Regions from separate parts of the Callithrix jacchus genome. Here region 2 is linked to region 1. A link is a contact called in public Hi-C data. All regions are on one chromosome and are shown on one strand. Each heading gives the region's core, a stretch centred on a gene start, on an enhancer-like site or on the middle of the called end of the contact. The rest is flanking DNA. Distances are from core to core; before and after follow the strand shown.

Region 1 (4,838 bases), core at 1,525-4,024:
AGTAGGAATAAATCGTGTTGCAAACCCCATGAACATATGCAGTTTAGCAAACAAAGAAGTTGGCACTATTTTTGAGTTTTCACAATAACAAGTGCATTTTTAGACAGTAATGTCCCCTTCAAAATTCCATATCATCTTTAAATAGAGTTCCTCAAAAACTATACTCAATTCATACTTTTTCAGCAATTTGACATCTTCCAACTCCTGATAACTTAGGTAACCGGAGAAATTCTTTACAGTTCACTACACAAATGTCTTTGGTTAAGATAACTCACATGTACTTTGCAAAGAAAGTTGCAAATACAGACAGAGATACATGGAGACTAAATCTAGCCTGCATGAATCAGGAGGAGCTCAAAGGAAATCAAGGCATTGTTGGCAAAAGAAAATAAGGCTGCTTAGAAGCAACTGTAAGGGCTGCACTGCACATTCACCAGCTAGCTTGCAGCTCCATTGCTTCATGGCACCAATCTCTAGAAAGCCCCTCATTACAATCTTCTGCAAATCCAGCACCCTCATCTTCCATATTCTCCTGGATCTTTTTGTTCATTTGCTTTTGTATTACTCCAGTGGATCTGACTGACTTTGCCTCTGATTCTTTTTCCTTCTTTTTAACCCTTGATTCTTCCATTTTTAAAAAATTTGTAATGTTTTAGAGACATATTCTGTTTCCCAAGCTGGAGTGATCATAAACCACTGCAGTTTCAAACTCCTGGGCTCAAGTGATCCTCCCATCTAAGCCTCCTGAGTAGCTGGGATAAAGGCACAAACCACCACACCTGGCTTGATCTTTATTTAGCACCACTTACCATCATAAAAATGGCTTCCAGCTCATTTTCCTAACCATGTTTAATACAAGCCCCAATGTCCTTGGCATTTATTTGGTTCTTAGTCATATTTAATGTTTTGCTGAACCAGTCTTCAAAAAAACTATTTCATGCCTTCTTTCTCCATATATTAATCCACTCTCGCATTGCTATAAAGAACTATCTGAGACTAGGTAATTTATAAATAAAAGAGATTTCATTGGCTGTACAGGAAGCACGGCTGCAGAAACTTAAAATCATGGTGAAAGGTAAAAGGGAAGCAGGCATTGTCTTCACATGGCGGAGCGGAAGAGAAAGAGAGCAAAGTGGGGAAGTGCTACACCCTATTAAACAACCAGATCACTAGAGAACTCACTCACTATCACAAGAACAGCAAGGGGAAAGTCAGCCACCATAATCCACTCACCTCCCACCAGGCCCTTCCTCCAACTTTGAGGATTACATTTGACGTGATATTTGTGGGGTCACAGAGCCGAACCATATCACTCCTTAAACCTCAAATGCCTCCTCCTCTATTCACAAATATTCTAGCCTCCTTTCTTCCCAGAGGCCTCCACAGGACCCCTTTGACGTTAGATGTGGCAGTGTTACTTATTTTGCCAATGATATGTAGACAAAAGGTCATATATCACTTCCAGAGACAGGCTTTAAGAACCAGAGTGCCACTTTTCTTTTTCCCAATTTTGGCAAAAGAGGGGCAAAGAAAGCCTCCCAACTCCCTGAGTGAAGTTGGAGCAAGCAGCATCCTCTAACTGATCTGCAACAGACACTTAGCATGAGAGAGAAATAAACCTTTGATGTGTTAAACTGCTGAGATACAGGAAATAAGGCGGTTACTTATTACTATAACATCCCAGCCTCTACTTTGCTTCCTAATTTGGTGAGAAAATAGAAGCAATCAAAAAAGAACTTCTACAACCTCCCATAACCACATCTGTGACTGATTATTAGTCACCATTTATTCTGTCCTCCTCTGACAGCTAAATGAAGTCTCCATATTCCTATCTAAAGCCAATGTTTTATCTTGTACACTAGATAGGAACTATTTTTCCTTACTCAAGGCTGACATTCAAATATTTCTCTCCTTTGTCTCTTATATAGTCAATGCTTCCCTTTCTACTAGATCACCTCCATCGGTAAATAAACATACACAGTATCTCCTGTTTTTAAACAATCTCTCCACTAGTTAACATCACCCAATCCCATCTCCAATGTGTCGAAATACTTGCTCCTATTTTCTTGAAAATTATCTTACTAGGTTCTGCTTGCCCACTACACTGAAAACCGCTTTTGTCAGAGTCACCCATAATATAAAATTTACTAAGTCTGGAAGTCAAATCTTGGTCCTTATCTGACGTCAAATAGACTTGGTTGACCATATTCCTTCCTTTTTGAATTTTTTTTTTCTACATGGCTTCCAAGACACACTTATCTCTTAATCCTCTTCCTGCCTCACTAGCTGCTCCCTCTCCATCTCCCAAAGTCTAAATGTTGGGGTTGAGCCCTTGGATGTCTTTTCTTCTTCATTCACACTCTCTTGCCTGGTGACCTCATCTAGTTTCATGGTTTTACACTGTCAACTGAAGAATAATGAGGTTCATAAATTTAGAAAGGAAGTGTCCAGTATGTGCCAAGCAAAGTGTCCACCGCTGGTGGAGCAATGCCTAACCAGCAGTCACCAAGGCCAGGAAGGTGAAGATTGGACAGAAGGGCCTGAGAAAACCGTGAGAAAGTGAAGGAGGGGGAGAAGGAACCAGAGGAAAAAGAGGGGGGGAGAGGAAGGGGGAAGAGGGGAAAGCGGAAGTAGGGGAGGAGAAAGAGGAAGAGGAGGGAGTTGGAAAGGGGAGAAGGAAGAGGGTCAGAAGGAAGAAGAAGGGGAGGAGAAAGGGGAAGAAGGGGAAGAAGAGCGGGAAGGAAAACAAGGGGGAGGAGAAGGGAGGGGAGGAGCTTCGCCACGGCCTGCTCTTCCCAGCCGGGATCCGTGGCCGTATGGCTTCGGTCTCCTCTGCGGGCTTCTCAGGCCACGGGGCTCGTTCACTGCTGCAGTTCCTGCGGCTGATGGGGCAGCTCAAGGTGAGCGGGCAGCGGGCCGGGAGGCCGCGGCCGAGCAGGCGGGACAGTGAGGCGGCGCAGCTTCCGGCTCCCAGCTCGGCCCGCGGCCTTTCCCAGTTCCGCGCCGTCCCGCCATGCCGAATTTGGGAAAGGCGCCGGCCTTGCGGAGGCGTCTGGGACGCCCATACTGGACGGTGGGCGGAGGAAGAAGCCGGAGGGGAGGCAGGGCGGGGATGGGGCCGCGCGGAGTTTGAGCCCAGACCCCGGAGCCGCTAGGGCCGCCACGCAGCCCGGCTGGTTCCCGGAGAGCAGCTGGCCTGGGCCGGCCTGTGCTGAGCGCTTGCGTGCGTGTGCGTGTGCGTGTGCGTGTGCGTGTGCGTGTGTGTGCGTGTAGAGCATGGCTGCTTCTGAGCACCAGTCGGAAGAACAGATTTTAAGTCGAGTGCTTTACCTCTGTTTCACAGTTACATCCCAAAACAAGACTTTTCTCCCCCCGCCAACTCCCCAAACAGGATTTAACATAACACACTGGAGTTTCATCATGTGTGTCTTCCACGTCTCTCTCCCAAGTTCAAAGCAAATTATCTGTTTCATGCCACTCTACTATTTATAACATTCTTTAGAGATGTAGAATTCTGAGGAAGAAATGCAGCTTCACAAGATCAAGTTATGATGTGAATAAAAGGAAGAGTCACAACTGTTGGTAGCATCAAGCAATGAGAAGGAGTCGTGACTCAACACGTAATGAGAAGTGCCTTTATACCTTGTGCATCAGAATTTGGAATTGTATCACTCGTTCAAGTTCGAGCCTTTAACACAGTGTTTTCTGCTTGTATAGGATTGTTTGAAGGCAAAAAGCTGCAACTCCTGTAGTTAGGAATAATGCAGTTTTGTTTTGTTTAAAGGACTTACATGTGTTCCATAATTATACACCAGTAACAGTAATTTGATGAATGGACTTTGTGACTTACCTCGCTCTGTCTTCTCCTTCTTTTATTCTGAGTTCTCTAGTTTATTTGATTCCAGAGATCTATCATTTTAGTTTAGTAAAACATTTTGTAATAGGTTCTGAAGCTATGACTCGGCCTCTGTGTGTTATATCCTGGACATCTCTTGAAGAGCATAACCGATAGTTAACATTGGTTTCTTAAACCTTCTTTTTCTTTTTCGTATTTATCAGAGAGTCCCACGGACTGGCTGGGTATACAGAAATGTCCAGAGGCCAGAGAGCGTGTCAGATCACATGTACCGGATGGCAATTATGGCTATGGTGATCAAAGATGACCGTCTTAACAAAGACCGGTAAGCTGAGCTGGATTTTGATGCTCATGAGGGATTCTGGTCTATGGGTGTACACCCATTTTTACCACTGAGGCCCGTGTCAAATCCTTGTAGGTTAGTTTATAGGTCAAGAAAAATGAATTTGAAGCAAACCATACAAATTTAGGATGTGGGAAGAGGAGCTCATTGTTGATTGCCTCAGTTGTAAACTGCAATCTGGGTTTTCTGTTGGCAAGTGATAGAGCCTGCCTTGGGTATCAGAGGAAACTTGAGAGTGATACTGGGGCCTTGAAGGTGAGTGTGTTATGTCTAAAATTCTAGCATTGTATTAGTACACTATGTGCTCTTTTCTAGTGCCTTTTGTGGATAGTAGAATCCATTCTTGAGATTTCTTTCTGGAGTTGTATGTGTAAGATATAGCTGAGAAAGAGGTATCCTCTCCCCCTTCAATCAACAAGTGTTAAAATGCTTTTTGAGCATAGAACAAAAGTTTACTAGCATATTAGAGAGTAAGGTGAATTACACAGGCCCAAAGTACCTTCTATATGAAGTGAAACATAAAGTATGATGGAAACAGTAAGTACAAAGAGTAGGGGAGATCACCTGTTCTTGGTTCATCTTAATGGAGGAGGTGCAATCTGAGTTGAGCTCTAAAGAGTTAATATAGGCAGAGAGGTA
Region 2 (4,499 bases), core at 1,896-4,395, 430 kb before region 1:
CATGACTTTTCTAAAACCACAAAAGAAGATTTAAACATTTGGCTTTCTACTTTTCTAAGTGTGCAAAATCTTTTCTTTTCTTTCTTTTTTTTGGGGGGGGGGGAAGGAATACTTGAACTATGAAAAGGGGCATTTATGACTAATTCCGTTTTTGCCAAACTTCTAGAAAGATGCCCCAAATCAAACAGGGTTCTACCAACCAAGGGATTAAAAATGAAAACAAATGGCTTGATAAATACATTTTGTTAGTATTATTATTTAGGAAATAGAGCTAGAGATATTATTTCTTAGGCTCTGATTATTTTCTAATTAAAAAGATTACTTTTTAGAAACATTTTGAGAAAAAATGATGTTTCTTTTTTTTTTTTTTTGAAGAACAGCACAGTTTTAAATAAAACCACTAGTGGTATTCATAGAAGGAACAGAGAAAGCATGAACACTGTTACCCTTAAGGGGAAAATAAGCTAAAGAATGGAAATGTTTTTCAAGTTCACGATGGATTATGTTTTTAATAGTTTTGCCACAACAAAGCATTTTATTGAAACAGCTGCTCTGTGCCAGATCAGGGCACACACACCATTATTTTAATGAGCTTTAACAAGAACCCACATTCCCAGATGAGCGAATCAGATTGTTTGAGCTTTTTTGGAGAGGGCTTGGGGGAGTTCCTGGAGGGGCTAGCTTACTTGTTTTTCAAAAGCAGTTGGGACAAGTCTTCTCAACTCAGATAAACTGTTATTTATTCGATCCCGACGCCTTTTCTCTATAATCTATCCAAAAGAAGCAAACAACAAAAGTTTATGAATTCACAAATAAAATTACTCAAATGGAAAAATATAACTGTTACACACTAGTATGAGTTACATGAAATAAAAAAGAGGAAAAATCACATACCCCTCTCCTTTTCTTTCTTGCCATAATCTGAGATGCTGTTGTTGGAGAATTCAATCTAATTACAGAGCTAGTACTTTGTCTATGAAATAAGAAGAGTATGTCAGGTGCTGCATTAACATAACAATAGTTTCTTCTGGGTACTTGGTGGTGCCCATTAAATATTCAGAATGATTCCACAGTTCAAATCTGCCTTATTTTATTCTTAGTTCTGCTTCACGCTTAACATTTTGCTTTCAGCTCATTGTCTTTAATTACGCCGTTTTAAAAAATGGGTAATCCAGATGCTAACCCATTGGCCAAAATGTCCCAGAATTTTTATTTGAGTCTCCCAGCAAAATAATTATGGGCATTTAGGGTCAGAAGTTAGATATTAGCACTTCTTAGTTCCACTCATATATATTTTACAGTCAGCTAATCTCCTCAAATAGCTTCCCTTCTCCCTCCTGTCAAGCACACTGCACAAAGTAATGACACTTTTTCGAATCAAGGTTATATTAAGCACCGCTATCAAACAGATGGGCAGTCGTCAGACATCAAACTCTTGTCCCTAGGTGCAGACTTTAAAATAAATAGAAGTTATCTTACAGTTTCCAAACTTCAGTTGGTCATATATTGCAACAGGAAAAAATGGACAAACTTGATGTTTTGCATACTAATCAAGTCTAAATATGCCACTGATAGGAAAATTAAAACTCATTTTATTACTAGGTGAATGTTTTACTTCGAAAATGAAACTGTTGGTGTGTCTCAGCGTTCAGACTCCGCTTAAATCTCTAGAAGCCGCAATTTACCTTGGATTTACTAATGAAAAGGTATTTTTATATTGAAAGTTCAATCAGAGTATTATTTGGTCACAAAATTTTTATAATCCTTTCTAGTTTTTATCTGTTTCTCTTCATAATTCATGGATACTGTGCTTCTTTGTGTTCTCAAATTCCCCAGGTTCCTGTTATTTGTTCTCTTTCATTCTAGCAATGCAACACGCACCAGGTTGCTATTACCTCACCTTCTCACTTCTGGATCTTATTTCTGAATTACCTGTCCCCCTCATTTTCACCCCTTCTTTATGGGTTTCACCTTTCATGTGGGAGCTTCTGTTTTTCAGACCTCATTTTTAAAGATGGCACAAGAACACTTTAATAATCAGATACTTGAACCGTTGGTTTCATGTAAATATCTTTGCTCTTACAGATTTCAGGCTTTGCTTTGTAGGTATTGGAATAACAATATGAAAGAAAACCAGTTTTCCAAAGGTAGGAAGAATGTCCCTCTTTGAGTGACAGCTGCAGATAAATAATTAAGGTGCTTCTGGGGATGCCAATTAGAAGCAATTATCATTTGACCTGCCTTGGCTCTAAAATGCCTCGGTAATCTCCCTCTGTCACAGGAAAGTGGAGGTCTGGCTTCTGTGATTACGACACCGATCTCTTCCAGACTTGAGAACAAGCAGTCAAAGAAATGATGATGCCCTTTCCGATCCTTACATCTGTCACTCACTCTTGGGTTAGCCAAGTCACACAGTCAACCTGCAAAGCTCAACCCACTTAGTCTTGAAATCACAGGTTGCTCTAATTCCTCCAAAAATCAAGTCGTGATTTCGGTATCTCTAAAAATTAAAAATCAAATTGCTTTTATTTTCTCCTGATTTATTTCGAAAGTGCACCCAAATACGGTTTCAGTGGCTGGGGCACCGCCTGTCGCCAGGACTTTGAGGTTCGCGCGTCCAACTCTGACAGCCAGGACCCTCCCTCGCCAACTCCGGCGCTCTGCTTTTCAGTGCCATCTCCCATCCAGGCCACTCCACCCCTACGGTGAAAATCCACATCCCTTGCCCCATCCCAACTCACTCTCTGAGCGCCCACCACTCAAACTTTATCGGGCAAAACTTTCCTTCTCCGCCCAGGTGCTGCTCAGAGTAGCCTCGGGATTTCCAGGGGGCCACGCGTGCACAGTTTCCCGACGCCCCCGAGCTCTGTGGCCGCTCCCGCCGAGCCCGCGCTCACCCCGAGTAATTGTTCTCGCTCCCAACGTCGATGGTCTCGTCCATGTCGCTCTCCGAGGTCGTCTCGTCGCAGGGGCGCTTCATCCCGGCGAAGACTGCGCGGGGCGCAGCCCAGCCGGAAGCTCAAACGCCGAGCAAGGCGCAACACCCTCGCGCCCGCCTCCTCCCTCCCCCGGCCTGGGCAGGCGCGTCTCCGGCGGCGGCGGGGTCGGCTCCTAGCAGCTCTTTCCCACGCCGCAACTCTGCTCTGCCGCAAGAGCCGGCGCCGGCCACGCCCCTCGCGCGGGTGGGGCCACCTCCCCCGCCCCCGCGCTCCAGCCCCGGCCGCCCGCCCGGCACCGCCCCCTCACTGGTCGGCGTGGCCCGCGATTGGCTGGGCCACGGGGCGGGGCTGCGCTCGCCCAGGCCCGCCGCGAGGCTCGGGCTGAGGCGTGGGAACTCGGCCGCGGACCTGGGACCCCGGCGCTGCGCGAGGGCGGGAGCGGCCGGGGAGAGCGTGAGCGCGGTCTTGCTAACGCCTGCTGGGGTAGCGCGCGAGCGCCAACGCGGGCGCTGCGGGGGCGGGCCGGTGAGGGGCGGGTCCTGGACCTCGGGTTGCAGCCCTCCTCCGCGCCCCGCGGTGTTGCGGGCGAAGTTTCAGCCTGAGTGTAAAGAATAACCCCGAGCGCGTGGCTGAGTGTGAGCGGGCGCGTGTGACGTCGGGAGGCGCCGCGGCTCCTCCGGCCGCCCCACTCGGTGGTCCAGTCTGGACCGAAACTGCTGACTGGCTGACCCAAGCGGTCACATTTGCCCTCTGGGGCTTTTGAAAACTTTAAATCAAAATTGCTTTTCCGTCTGACAACTCCCGAGGCTACTTCCGCGGCCTCCGGGCTGTTTCTTGTGAGGTCGCGAGTTTTTCCGATCAGGTCGGTCCGCCACGCTGTGATTTCTAGTTTGCGATCCATCAGTTACTTCCATTGGGTCTTCGGCCCCCAGGGACTGTGGATCCTAGACCCCGAGGAGTCCGTTGGACTGGAGCTGTGTCAGCTCTGATGGTAGGAAGGACTAGAGCAATGACGCGGGTGTTTCAGGACATAATCGTAGTAGATTTTCCAGTTCGAGTTTTTCGGGCGTGGATTATCCAGAAAATTGCCTCGATTCTCCTTCGAGTGCCCCTGGTGGGTGTACTCGCAGCCGCAGAGTTAAGAATCTGGGAAGTGAGGATTGGCCCTTGGACATTAAATTTGGTTTCTAAAGTTTGAATTCGTGTCCAGCAGTTCGTGCCTCGGACAACGTGCGTTGTGTAAAACTCGAGCTGTGCGTTCAAAACATGTTTTCCGGCTGCAGGTTCTCTCCACGTTCTGTAGGACTTTTGAACCCGCCACCTGGCTGTGAAGCTGCGGGGGAAGGCATTGAGCGAGACCCAACCGGGGACGCCGGGGTCCGCTCGCCCGCTCCGGCGCGGCGGTGCCGGGGGACGGGCGGCGGCTTCACACGTTAGCGGGGCCGCTTGGTCCGCAGTGAAGAGACAGCCTCTGAGAAAGGGCGTCTATCGATCCCCACAACCCTCTGTCACGGGGATTAATACTTTCCTGGGGATCGGCCCAGGGCGTCCCTTTGACAC

The links. Hi-C and Micro-C count contacts between places; a contact is called where the count stands out from the background.
Region 2: a Hi-C map of skeletal muscle shows a contact between it and region 1, with 2.6 times the contacts expected there. The contact joins the promoter of HEY2 here to the promoter of HDDC2 in region 1. A contact is called at or near these places in 3 of 3 Hi-C or Micro-C datasets (induced pluripotent stem cells and skeletal muscle).

Annotation. Positions count from the first base shown.
Region 1 is chr4:131,898,981-131,903,818 of calJac240_pri, reverse strand. HDDC2 (HD domain containing 2) reads left to right here and starts at 2,774. Exons shown (of 7, transcript XR_013534909.1): 1 at 2,774-2,900; 2 at 4,060-4,181.
Region 2 is chr4:132,331,488-132,335,986 of calJac240_pri, reverse strand. HEY2 (hes related family bHLH transcription factor with YRPW motif 2) reads right to left here and starts at 3,145. Exons shown (of 5, transcript XM_008994992.4): 1 at 2,742-3,145; 2 at 895-973; 3 at 687-770. The coding sequence starts at 918.